Linked DNA regions of Gossypium arboreum: region 2 is linked to region 1. Evidence: chromatin contacts called from public Hi-C data. All regions are on one chromosome and are shown on one strand. Each heading gives the region's core, a stretch centred on a gene start, on an enhancer-like site or on the middle of the called end of the contact. The rest is flanking DNA. Distances are from core to core; before and after follow the strand shown.

Region 1 (7,290 bases), core at 3,258-5,757:
GTTATGCTACAAAAATATTGTTAGTATTAGAAGAAATTCATGTTAAAAATATGTATTGAGCTACGCTGAGCAATTAATATTAAATAATGAAAAAAGAGTTTTAAAATCCAAATTAAAAGAAATTCATTATTTTCAATTAATAAAATATTTAATTAAACAAATAAAATTAAAAGTAATTGAACATATAAATTACAAAAAAAAAATCATATCATCTATCACATATGGGTCATACATTGATTATTTTGGCAAGTTCAAGCTTAAAAGTGTCAAGTTTAAGTAAGAAAAAGTGTCAAGTTTAAGTGTCAAATATTATATTAAACCTTTTAAAATAAGTGGAAATGTAATATATATAACAAAAAAGGAATTAAAAATACATGATGTTTTGGCAAAAAAAAAAGAAAAAAGAAAAAGAAAATACATGATCTAAAATTTCCTTTTCTAACACTATTATTTTATTTTATCTATATTTCCTTTAAGAAAAAAGGGTTAATTATACAATATTAAACTAGTTTAATTGGATCAATCTAGTTATTGATTATATAAAGTGATGATGGATAAAATCAATATATTGAAACCTACTCCTTTAATCAAAATTGAATTAACTACATCAATAAAATTAAATTATGGGGTTCTGAAAGTCCTTTTGAGAGAATATCATGAATGAAAAAGATCCACAAAATGAAAGTGGAGGGGTGTCCCAATGACACAATGCTAATTTTAGTATTCACACCTCCACCTTTTACTCCTTTACACTGTTTGAGAATATGGGATTTGCAAATTGAAGAGGTTAGATTCAATGTACTCTGCAAAACATCATACGAAAATTTGAACTTACATGCCATGTTACCAGTGGGTTTAGGGTTTGTATTAGGTAATGGATATGTCTGATAGAAATCTCTAAATGTCTTGGATTAGTGTTAAATACGAGTACTTAAAATGAAAAATCCGGATTGTTTGAGTATTAGCAGACAAATAACTAGAAACAAAAGGGAAAATGATGAGAATTTTGACAAGAATATATTAGTTTACATAAGAGTTGTGAGTCAGCATTAGACGGGTCTTAATGAAAGCAGTGGGCATAACTTGGTAGATTTGCATATCCATCCACTCAACGACATGATCATCATATAGGGAGTATTGGGTAAAAAAGAAAAAGGAAAACGAATGGCTACAGCTTCACTTGAAACTGAAAACACAGATGAATGAAGTGAATGTGAGCTGTCGCTTCTTCAACAGTGGCTCATTACTTTTGGGATATTGTGATTAAAATCGAATTCAACCTAGAATAGAATATTAATAATTTGTGATGGAAAAATAAAACATCCTGGAAAGTGGATAATAATCATGTCATAATCATATATATCTACAAGTTTTGTTTTTCAGCTGTTACAAGATATGAGGCTGCAATGATTATATCTGAAGCATGCCACAGGTTTTCTTTACCACACACACAAAAAAGGGGGGTGTTCTTGCCATAGGCAAAGTTAGTGGTACAGGCAAGGATCTCAGTGCATCAGACAGAAAACTTGAACTGAAGAAACAGTGCAAGCTAAGCATGTGTTAGAACAATTGGTAATGTGCTTACATATGCAATAGGATAAGCAAAGAAAACCCCATTTTTGTTCCCTGCTTATTCAGAGGAAACAGACAACATTTGACTAATTTCTTTAGAAAAAAAAAAAAAAACTAACTTGAAGCAGTAAATAAAGCAACAGCTCCCTTGTGGTTTGATCCATGAGCCTGTTCAGTTTGAAAAGTATGTATCCTAAAATGATTATAACAGGAGATAAGATTTGAAAGTTTGTTTGAATCTTGAGATGGGATATATGGTATTGAAGAGGGCTAGAACCCATTAAGAATGAATCGGTCTCCGTATCTACCAAAAAGTATATTCAAAGAGCACTAGTAGTGAATACAAATTTGACTAAGGAAAAAAAGAAGAAAACCTTGAGTTTGGTTTAGGTATTGGCAAGAGGTTTTTAACTCAGATTCAACTAAAAAAAAAAAAGACTCGAATTCAATTAAATTATTGTTGAACATGAACTTCTATAATTAAAACTTGATCAAACTAGTGCAATGCTTTAAGCCTTGAATTTCAAGTTGAACTTGAGCTTGGCTCGATTATACCCTAGCAAGGTGCAGTATGCATGACAAAACATTATTTATTTACACATTAAGAATTTCAAGTTTCTAATACTCTGATGGTGAACTAGTCATAGCATGCTTAGAAATGGTGCCAAGCAAGAAAATAGTAATATATATATATAGCAGAAAATGGTTAATTATCAATTCCAGTGGTTAGCAGATGGAGAAGGCATTAAGCAAAAAGGAATGGTTCCGCTGCTTTCCTTTAGTGGACTTGAATACAATTAAACAAGCTTTCCTTGTCTGTCACAAACCTTATACATTGCCACCAGGAAATATAAGACATTCATCATAACATTGGTATAAATAATGAAACACATAAATAAAACCCACTTTCACAAATCTACACCTACAAGTGCATTCAAGCCTTAGACTCTTCGGTCTCCTTAAAATATTCATGCCCGACACCAGGGTTTAACATTTTTTTGGACATAAGAATAGGAGCATGACCCTCTAAATATATGGAAACATAGAAAAAAATCGGACGTGCCTGTGTCAGGGGCATATCCATATATGACATCCAACTCTGACACCAATGTCTTAACACATATCCATATAAAAGCAGCAGGATTCATAAGACATCATTATAACTATGTGATTGATAAATAGCACCAGTACAAATTGAGGTCACTGTCACAAATCTCCACCTCCTATAAGTGGATTTGCAAAATCCAGTGTATTAGGACCAAAAAAGTTCAAAATACAATGGCTTTAGGAAGACAGCTAATGATCATATCTTAAAAACACAAGCATAAGAGTAAAAATGTCTTCCATGGCATGATCGAGAATCAACTAGTGGATGTATTAGAGCAATCAGGACAACTGAAGTGACCCCTAGCTTGACATTTTGTACATCCAACAGATTTTACCTTAATCTCCTCAGACTGATACAGATTATCAATTAGGTTGAAACTGAATGGCCCATTTGCTTTGATCAATCCAGTTCCTCTACATCTTGAGCATGCTATCATCCGTAGATCACCACATCTCTTGCACAAGCCCAATGAACTGCAAGTTTGACAAGTTAAATATCAGCTTGTGCAACCGTGTAGATTACATCAGTCAATGAAATATATCCTGGCAGTTCTCTTTTTCCTAGAAAAGTTGAATAAAAGTTGGGAACCTCATGATATTGGATAAGACATATTACCTACCTTAATACAATAAAGTTGATGTGCAACTTGGTTTAGAAAGAGATTGACTTAATTCATTCACTTGACAATGATTCTAGACCTTCACCCCTTTTGCCCTAAGCCATTCCTAGCTTAATCCTTAAGTTTATCCTCAAAAAAACCAAAAAGGCAACCTTTATATGCATTCCATTCTAGGCATCCAAGTTTTCCTAAAATAAGTGAACTATAAGTACTGTAGCAAGATAACTACATCACGAAGAGGAAAACCAAGCTGATGATTCCAAAAGCATTATACTTAAATTTAGTCTAGTACTTCCGGGCCATTTCCTTTTTTTGTTCCAAAGGAGATCATAACTTGGAGATAGGGGAAGGTATTGCAGATTTCAGAATTTGACCTCTAAACCTGCTAAAAATTACCTCTTAAAAGTTACCGCATGAACCAACTAGGATAAATCCTAGTACAACATGAATAAAAGACAATAAAAGACATTGGTCAACAACTCCACACAGATGCCATTTTCTTTTGTTACCTAAGAATAGTTTACACCACCAGAATTTTGTGGATGCGGAGATATTTTCACATAACTCTAGGTAAGGCAGTGCATTTGTTTGAGATAGAATCAATCACAAAGAACAGAAATCAAACATGAAGATATAGCAATCATTCTATAAAGAATCAAAATAACCCCACAATTAAAATCAATCCTAATATACAAGGCATTGCAATTTTAAATTGAATTAAAGTACAATGATAGCTTTTCTAATGTCCAAAGGACATCCAATTGTAAACCAACAAAGTGAACAACAACAGCAGCTAAATCAAAATAACTTAAGGTATCACAACTGAGAATTCATCAACCAAACTAACAATCAAATTACCAAATTTCACTCATACCCAGCAACAAAAATATTAACTTTTTCGAAGTTTCAAAAGTTGTAAAAAAAAAAAACTGCGTTTTACTCGCAAACTCAAAAAAGAAAAAAAAAAGGATTCTAACTTGGAAACACAGCAAAAAGAAACGGGTTTAGAAAAGTTGCAATTACCTTCTCTGAGAAGCAGAAATGAAAGCATCAACTTTGGGGGCAGCAATTGTAGCACATAGTAACAAAGTGCCAACTCCAAAGCCTGCAACTTCGCTTGCTGTTATGTGTTCCATTATTCGTCCGTCTCTTCTGTTCAGATATCTTAAACCTTATCGATTCAATCGGTCACTCTACAATTTTGAAATGTCCTCCCCTTTTTTTTTAAAAAAAATACTGTTACTCATTTAACCGAAACGCAACATCTGAGGCCTATTAGCTCAGCTGGTTAGAGCGTCGTGCTAATAACGCGAAGGTCGCAGGTTCGAGACCTGCATGGGCCAATTTTTATCCTTTTTTATTTAGTGTGCTTGGGCCATTAAGTTCTGAACTTTTGGTTATTGATTTCTCAGAAAGCCCATCTAATTGTTCAAAACTATTAATTTTCATTGGTAAATAAATAAAGAATTAAGGTTTATATTAAAATTTTATATTTTCAAACTTATAATTTTACTATCCTTAAATGAATAAATAAATTTATTTTATGAAATAGACAATAAATTTGATTAATTGAAAAGGATTAAATCTTATATTAAACTTCCTTATTTTCATAATTTTAAGATTTTTATTGATATTAAAAATAAAAATATATAACTTGATATGATTTGTATATAAAACAAACTTTACATGCTAAATATAATTTTGTTGATAAATATTCTTTTATAAGGAAATGGATAGAGAGCTAAAAATTAAACACAAAATTTAATGTCAACCAAAATATTCATTTAAAAAATCTCTTACTATTACATTGACATAATATATAATAAATTAGATGTTCACAAATATAATAAAACTACAAAAAGTCACATGCTAAGATATGATAGCAAATGGGAACCTGATTTCAATTTTTTTTTTTTTAAAGTTTCAAATCGGTCTTGATTTGATTATGAGTTGCTTTAAGGGTTTTGTATGCTCGATTAATGTCTGGTTTTAATTGTAAATCTCATCATATTTGTATTAATGTCATTTAATAGATTTGTTGATTATTTATGTGGAATTTTTGAATGACAGTGATATTTAACAGCTGTAATGCCTTATAGCTCGGTTAGGTGACCGAGTTAGGTATAATGGTAAGATATATTAAATTAAAAAAAAAACAATATTTGAACCTTGAAGATAGTACTGTCGAGAAGGACAACCATAAAACCCAAAAGGGTTAATCTGTAACACCTCATACCCGACCTAGACGTTACGGTCGGATAATAGAGGTTACATCATACTAGCAAAAGAAATGATTGTATAATATTGAAAAAAACCAACTTTCCGGAAAAAGACGTGTCATTTTGAACGATTCTTGAAAATCATAGCAACTTATAAAATCGCAACTTAAAATAGTTTTACCAAATATCAAGTCCAATTTGCGAGAAAAATCTCTTAGTAAACTTCAGTTTATTATTCAGCAGAAAACCTTATAATGTATCAATTTTAAAACTTTGATTCATTTTTAATTATCCTAAATTAGGCGTTACTCAAGGTAAAAACTTTTGCGAAATAAATACCAAATAATCCTAATATTCTAAATAAAGCTTAAAATGTCTTAAAGTCCGTAAAATCAATGAAAAGTCCAAAATGTCTATATTAAACAAAAAGAAATTCCAAAGTACTTAAACAAAAAAAATGTGAAATCCGAGCTCTAAAGTCGCCGTCCAATGTAACAAACCTTACCCATATGGGATTTCTAAAAATTAATTTTCATTTCGAACCTACAGGGGTTTTCACACGGCCAAGCACACGCCTGTGTCCCTCACACAGCCTAGACATGCCCATGTCCAAAAACCAAGACATTTTTTATGACGTCATCACTTATTTAGGGGCACACGGCCTAGCACACGCCCGTGTCCTTCACACGGTTGAGACACACGGCTGTCTTTACCCGTAAGTTTACTACCATGCAAACTGACTTAATAATTTTAGGTACAGGGGACACACGGCTGAGTAACACGCCCAAGGGGTTGGCCGTGTGTCACACACGACCTAGACACATGCCCGTGTGTCTACCCGTATGGACCTTTTTGGAGGCTATTTTCCAAGCCATTGGTCACCCTCAATGACTCATACATTCAAAACGCACTTTATAACATACAACATGACATATTTATACACTCAAACATTCCACACGATGGCACTCTCACATCTTCATAATGTCATCTTATTGCACTCTTATTTATTACACCATTTAGAGGCATTCCACACCCATTTCATGCATTATTAAATTTGTTACCATAACCAAAAATTGTGTATTCATGTATATAGTCATTTTAAGTCATTAGGTCATCCTTTAACCTTTAGCACTTAATCCATACTTTACCATACAGTCATCAATCAACAACATACCACATCATTATCATGCATTCACCAAGCAATAACATATCCTACCATCAAGACACTAACACATGCATGCATGGGTAATTATATTACAACCCAAATGATCAAATATGAGCCATATTACATGGCGATTACAAAAGAATCATCATCATCATAGGCCTTCACAAATTGGCCAAATAACATGACACATATCATAAAATAACCAAGTTCCTATACATGCATACTCAAAATAATAATTTCACTATACCCAATAGTCTTTTGATAGTGTGACCAAATACTCCAACAGCTTCCGATCCCCAAGTTAGCTTGGCGGAACTACAAAGGATGGAAAGAGAGGGGAGTAAGCATTAAAGCTTAGTAAGTCCATATACAAATAATGTGTAAAAGTAATAAACAATCAATATATAAAAACATGGTAACATATACATAAAGATTTTTCTCCATTCAAACCTTTTTGCTTACTCATCATATGCTCATACATACTTGCTCATCTTAAATCGATCTTTATCAAAGCATTACTCATAGGCTTAGCATACGTATCTGTACTCATTGTAAAGTATCGATAACCATACCTCTTTCATATGCCCTCCTTGGGACTTTCATTACA
Region 2 (6,614 bases), core at 3,449-5,948, 160 kb before region 1:
GATCAATTATGAGAGTATCTACATAATTAAAATCCAGTGTGACAACTGTCACTAGGTTAAAGTCAAGTGACATGCAATTGATCAAGAAATATAAGATTTGGCCAGATAATAATGAAAGGTGATAGCTTAGAACATATTTTCTCAGCACCAAAACCACTGATCAAGACAATGGTCATATTAAGAAGGGGAACCCAGTCTGTCATGTCACATTGCATCCAAGATAAGATAAAAAAACAAATTATTTTTTTGACAACTTACTATATTTTTTTCATTGCATTTATAATTGAAAGAAAGAAAGAAAGTGCGCAGTCCTACAAACCTGTGGGCTTGATGGAAGCATGTAGAGGCTATTATCAGGACTTCTATAAAATGCAGAAACTTCTTTGACAATAAACTCTTTTGCACCGTTTGAAATGTCTGCAACAATATTGCAAACAGGAATAATGGTACTGGAAGCATACTCCCTCGCCGCCAATGGCTGTTGGTTCCAGAATGCAGCTGCATCCTTTAATTCAAAAGAAATCAGTATAAATCCTGTTAGAGATTTTTAGTTGGAAGATAATGTATACTAGAAACCAAGATTGAACTAATAAAGTGATGAAGCATTCATAACAATAAACAAACAAAATATGTCCATCACTTAAATCCATTGTTATAAAACATAAATGAGATCAGACTACACTGTTGATACTAACTATATCATCTAATCAGAGAACACTATAACAACACTCAACATCCTAAGTATCCAGCATAACATTCAAGTCCTCTTCTTGAGAAGCTGGACACAGATAAACAACAACAAAATATATATTCTCCAATTTTTTGGAAAGAGAACAAATGAAACAAGATATATCTATAGAGAATTAAGTTATCATTAGACAAAAGAAAGAGTCTTTTTTCCTTCTTTTAAAAGATACTCAAACAGCATATGGATATCTCCTAAAGCAAATGTTTTTTATATCTTTTCATGCAAAGAAGAGAAGTAATCCAAGATGACATAGACAAAGGAAAGAAGGGATGTTATTAACTTATAATTGAAAAAGTTCAACCACATTACAAAGTGTTAACTGCTAAAAAGTAACAATTGTATCTAACAGCATCATAGATGCACCACCAACATGTTCCTACTGTTGAGTTTAACAATGAAAATGAAGGATGGAATACCTTACCATATTAGCCTTCAGGAGAGCAGTATATATGGATTCAAGTTCGGATCTACGGGAGTCAAACTCTTCAATCTTCTTCCACTTCTTTCTTAATGAATCTTCTGCCTCTTTCCTCTCTGCACACAATTTGTTCAACCGTTGTATTTCAGACATTAGTGTATTTAAGCTGGCCTTTAACCCAGCAGCTTCTCTCTCCTTGGCCCAAACCTCCAACTGAGAGAAAATTAACCATAAAATTTAGCATGAGAAAATGAGCATTAAGAGGAAAAATGCCAATATGGTAATTCATAACCATAGGAATCACCTCAAATTGTCTAAGACTGCCAACATTCTGTGTTGCACCTCCGACAAGAGAACGTGAAGGAACTAAATCACTACCTCCTTGTAGACGTTTTATAAGCTTTTGACACAAGTCCCTCGCTTCTGCAGCTTTGTTGAGAGCATCTTCAGTAGCTAAAAATTGTTGAACATGAGCTTTCTGCAAACAAATACGTATTTATAAATCAAACTACAGGATGACTCAGCAGAATAAACATAAGGACAATAGTGGAGCGCTAACAACGTTAAGCAAAGCCAACCAGCATCCATTCATCTTACATTGGCACACCTCTATTTTCATAATCCCTTAACAACAGCATTAACAGATACAGGAGCGAGTAAAAGATAAAAGATAAAGAGTTTGCATCAGTGAGATTCTCAAAAGGAGATGAGACCTGTCTTTCAAGAAGTTGATTTTGCATTCCTCTAGAAGGTACATCCATTCCTATCTTCTCATTACCATAAAGTTGATTTAAGGGTGAGCTCACATCCGGAGAGGAAACATCCATAACTCTGTTGTTCTCATATTTGTACCTAATAAAAGTATATCTTTTATTCAATACAAGGTTCATTAAAACCAAACAACAACCAAGAAACTTAACTAAAAGATATTTGCATGAACATAACCAGAAAAAAGAATTACTAGGAGTCTTCAAGCCAATCAACTTTCAACAACATATTCCTGGCACAATACAGCAATGTTCTCTAATGCCTAACCATAAAGAAACTAGAAGCTAAAGAGACTTTTAAGTACTCGGAGGTTTTAGATAGAAAAGATATACTTTGTAACCAAAACAAAACCCAAAGCATGTCAGTCACTAAAAATGAGAGAGCTATAACGAAGTACCTATAATTGTTATCTTAGCTGTAGCATTAATGATAAAATTTATTGCTTTATTAACTGCAGCATTTTCTTCATTTTAAGTAATGTAGGATCAAATCAAAGAAATAACTTAGCAAATTGCAGTAATTTCTGTGAACACAAACAAATAGTAGCTAAGAAACAAATTGCAGCTCTAAGATTCTAAAAATTTGTACTTAGCAGACAAAAGCAGTTAATTATTTGTAACCGTATAGCCTAGACAACCCTGATAAGTAGAAGAAAAAGTGGAAAACCAAAGGAAGCTTATTTGAAATCCTGTAACCACCAACAAGAAAAACACAAAAGTATAAGCATACCTCAAGGCTTCAGCGTCAGCTCTAACGTCGACTTTCTCTATTTCTCTAGAAATCAAAGTTTTAAGCCTTGAAGTGTATGTGCTAATTGCCTGAAGTAATTGAGGAGGATTTTTGAGACAATTTACAATAACAATTCTAACTTCATCAGGTATCTCCCCATCGAAATCAAAGCCTAATTTGGCAACTTCTGATTGAGGACTCAAATGGATCCCATTTCCTTCATAAGCTGGAAAAGAATTTCGCACTTTTTCAATCATGCGGTCTGCAAGAGATTCACATGCCTTGCGAACATTTCTTTCACGAGTTGTTTCAATAAGAATGACATCATCTGCAGCTTTAGTTCCTTTAACAGTTGAATATACAGCTTCCTTCTCACTATTGCCACTGTAGTTGCTAACCACTTCAATGGAAGAGTCAACACTTGACCTTTGAGCATCCCTGGCTTGGTTTACATATTGATGAAGACGTTTGTGGTACTCCGCAAATATTTTGGCAGCCTCATCGCATTGTTGATCATAAGCTTCCAACACCACTTGTTTGTGCCTACAGTAGAATAAGGCATGTGAAAACACAAGATATGCAAAAGAGATTTGCCGAAAGATGAAATACACTTGGTAACTGTTGTTTTCAAGCATGCTAAGGGCACTCTTAATTTTATAATATCAGAAGTTAACAATAATGACTCCAATCAGGCTTGGATTAACTAAATGCACACTGAGTCCTCATATATTCTATAAAGTATATGTAAAAGCTATCACCAACCACTTATATATTGTAAAATAAGAGCTTTTATGTGTAGTTTGACAATAGAGCACACGGTCACTCTAGTCCATAATTAACAGCTTATTGATAAGATCAAAAATGAGAAACAATGTGATCATCTTGATGGGGAAGCTAAAGGTCAAATCCAACCAGAAAAGTCCATAAAGAAAATCACAGAGACATTTAACTTCAAAGCCCCAAATTAAATAATACGCAATAAAAAAACAAGATGGTCCATAATTTTAGAAACACAAAGGCTCTAGTTGGCATTAAAGGCCTAGTTTCATGTTCTGCCTCCATAATGACGTTAAAACGCCACAAGTTATAAGAAAAATCCTAAAGCATAATGAAACTCGATGTTGCGAAAAATAGCTATTAGATAAATTCGACATAAATCGCCCATTCAATGGTGAGCAGTTAAAATTAACAAGGACAATGCTAACGCAGGCATTTTTCAGTTCTAGAATATAGTTAAAAGAACTCCTTAAGAATTAAGAAGAAAAAAAACCTGTAATTGGCCTTTTCGTCAAGCATCCTTTTCCTTTCAGCTTCCTCTCTAGAAACCTCCAACATCCTAGCCTTCAAATCTTTCCTTTGTCTCCTCACAATATTTCTCAACCTCTCCACTTCCTTGGCAGCGGCTTCCCGTTCCCTTATTGCTGCTTCCCTAATCTCCGCCGCACCTGAACCCTCCCCTCCACCACCACCACCCACCTTCTCTTTCCTCCTCCCCCCTCCTTTACTCCTCCCCTCCTCTTTCCCCAAATTTCCAGCATTCTCAATATTCCCCCCTCCGCCGTGCACGGTGATGTTCTTTCGGATGCTTTGGACGGTTTTCTCGGATTTAACGCGGGTTAACAAGAAATGCCACAGAGGTAACATATTCCCTCTACAAATCTTGCGAAGCGAATCGATGGAAGGTAAATTCGACTTGTTGGAAGAAGAATTGTAGGGTCCTAAGGGACGGTAACCCATTTCCTTTTGCAGCCATTCTAGTATAACTTCCGGCTGCACATTTGAGCTCTGCATTTTGGATTCAATGCCAAAAGTCCACGCAAAAAAAAAATGAAACCTTGGTCTAAAATGACATAATGGATTTTCAATTGAAAGCTAAAATAAGGAAGGGATTTTGATAGATCTGATAATGAGAAAGCCAATTTGGCCGGCAAAAGGGCAGGGGAAGACTGTGTAAAGAAAGCTGGTAGAATGGCAGTTTTGTAATTTTGAATACTTCTTTTCACTCTTCTATTTTTTTATTTTTATTTTTGGATATGAGTGGAACAATTTAATAATAAAGAAGTTTTAAATGGAGGTCCCGCTCACTCTATACGATACCGTTTTCTTTTCTTCTTCTTTTTTCCTTCTATTCTATATGAGTGATTATGCTACATTTCTTCTTGTTGTATTATATAAAGTTATCAATTTTTATATATATTAATTATTAATAATATAATAATTCATTTTAGAAAAAAAATTATATATATTTTTAGTTTTTATGATTTTTTAAATATTTACTTAATATTAAAAATATTAAAGATAAATAATAAAAATTAAATTAAAGTAAAGTGAGGTAGGAGGAGACGGAGCAAGACTAGATGCATCTAGCATCCATAAAAGTGGTAATAAATTTCAAATTTACACATTCATAGTGGAACGATGGCGGAATAGAGTATGCCAACTAGAGAGCAATAATAGATTTAATAACATTCACTCATACCCCACTCCATTATCATTCGTACTTGAAATGTTAAAAATACATCGATTAAGTTTATTTGATTAATAATTATTAAATCAAACTAAAGAAATAATCATTGTCTTGGGAGTATAAAAAAAACAATTGAGGGTTTCTTTTCGACAAACAATATTTTTTTCTTCTTCTTTTTTCCTTTGTTACATGAAAAAAGATTCATCCTCAAATCCATTTGAATGTAGCAGATAACAATAGGACTCGAGAATTTATATGTATGTGAGTCATAGGAGCTAGTAATCATCAATATGCTCATACTAGCAATATTATTATTGTGATCAAGGAAGCAATATTAAATAAACCGCTAGAAAAATTAAAAGTGATCAAAGCAGTAATTGTATGAGATGATAATACGATGTGATAACAATGTTGTTATCATTGATCAAGAAAGAAATCCAAAAGGAACTCAAATATTTGGAGTGATCGCTTGAAAATTGAGACAATTAAATTTCACTAAAATAGTTTCATTAACTCCCGAGGTATTATAAAACTAAACCCAAATATCGTTATAGATTTTAAAGTATTTAAATCACGTAAATTAATTAGTAAATTGTCTCACACATATGCCTTTACTAAGTAAAAGAGAACCACTATGCTTATATCAAAATTTGAGAGGAAAAATAATTAATATATATAATATTTATTAATTCCATGATGAATATTGACAAATTGATGTATAAGTTCATTTGAATTTAGACACCTAATTATTCGAGTTCGGTTTGAATATTATTTTTAATTAAAAATATGAAAATATTAGTATGATATTGTAAAATTTTATAAAATTTGGCTAAATTAGCTGAATAAGCTAATTTTTTAAATTAGGCCTTTAAGTCGTTTTAAAATTAAATTAGGAAAATAAATCGTTTTTAGGAGAGAGAAAGTGAAAGCTCATCCAGCTGGGCGCTCTTTCCTTCAATGGTAAAATACAACGATTTTTTTATTGTTGCAGCGTCAAACGGTAAAAAAAAATTAAAATCCTAATAGTAACTTTTTTACACTTATAAATACCCCACAAATTTCATTTCTTTCTTTCACATCCTTTTCTCAACTCTCTCAAGCTTTTTATTCAATATTTATTTATATTTTCATTTAAAAATAATATTTTTTTTAATTATATCATGTTTTATTCGTTCGGATCAATTTCTCAAGAATGGACACCTCTCTAATCTGCTTCGACAACAACCATATTTCTGCCGCCCAATTAGCAATAGTAAGACAAAATTTAAATTTTTTTTTTATTTTTAATTATGTTTAAAAAAAATTGATAAATCTAAATATTATTTTATGTTATAGAGCCTCCGATCCTTGAAATCTATGGGTATCTACAGAAGGCTAGATTCTTGCATGCGTCTCGCATGTAAGGGGACTGCAAACTCAATCCCACACTAACCAACACGTTGGTTGAAAGATGAAGGTCTGAAATATACACTTTCCACATTCTA

The links. A called contact is a pair of places that touch in the nucleus more often than the background predicts.
Region 2: a Hi-C map of leaf shows a contact between it and region 1, with 3 times the contacts expected there. The contact joins the promoter of LOC108455007 here to the promoter of LOC108471861 in region 1. A contact is called at or near these places in 2 of 5 Hi-C or Micro-C datasets (both in leaf).

What each region holds. Positions count from the first base shown.
Region 1 is chr7:17,342,949-17,350,238 of ASM2569848v2, reverse strand. LOC108471861 reads right to left here and starts at 4,507. Exons shown (of 2, transcript XM_017773413.2): 1 at 4,323-4,507; 2 at 2,716-3,153. The coding sequence starts at 4,435. The coding sequence ends at 2,934. TRNAI-AAU (transfer RNA isoleucine (anticodon AAU)) reads left to right here and starts at 4,569; the gene lies at 4,569-4,642.
Region 2 is chr7:17,508,277-17,514,890 of ASM2569848v2, reverse strand. LOC108455007 (AUGMIN subunit 5) reads right to left here and starts at 4,698. Exons shown (of 10, transcript XM_017753638.2): 1 at 3,934-4,698; 2 at 2,664-3,206; 3 at 1,880-2,018; 4 at 1,471-1,644; 5 at 1,170-1,379; 6 at 320-505. The coding sequence starts at 4,454.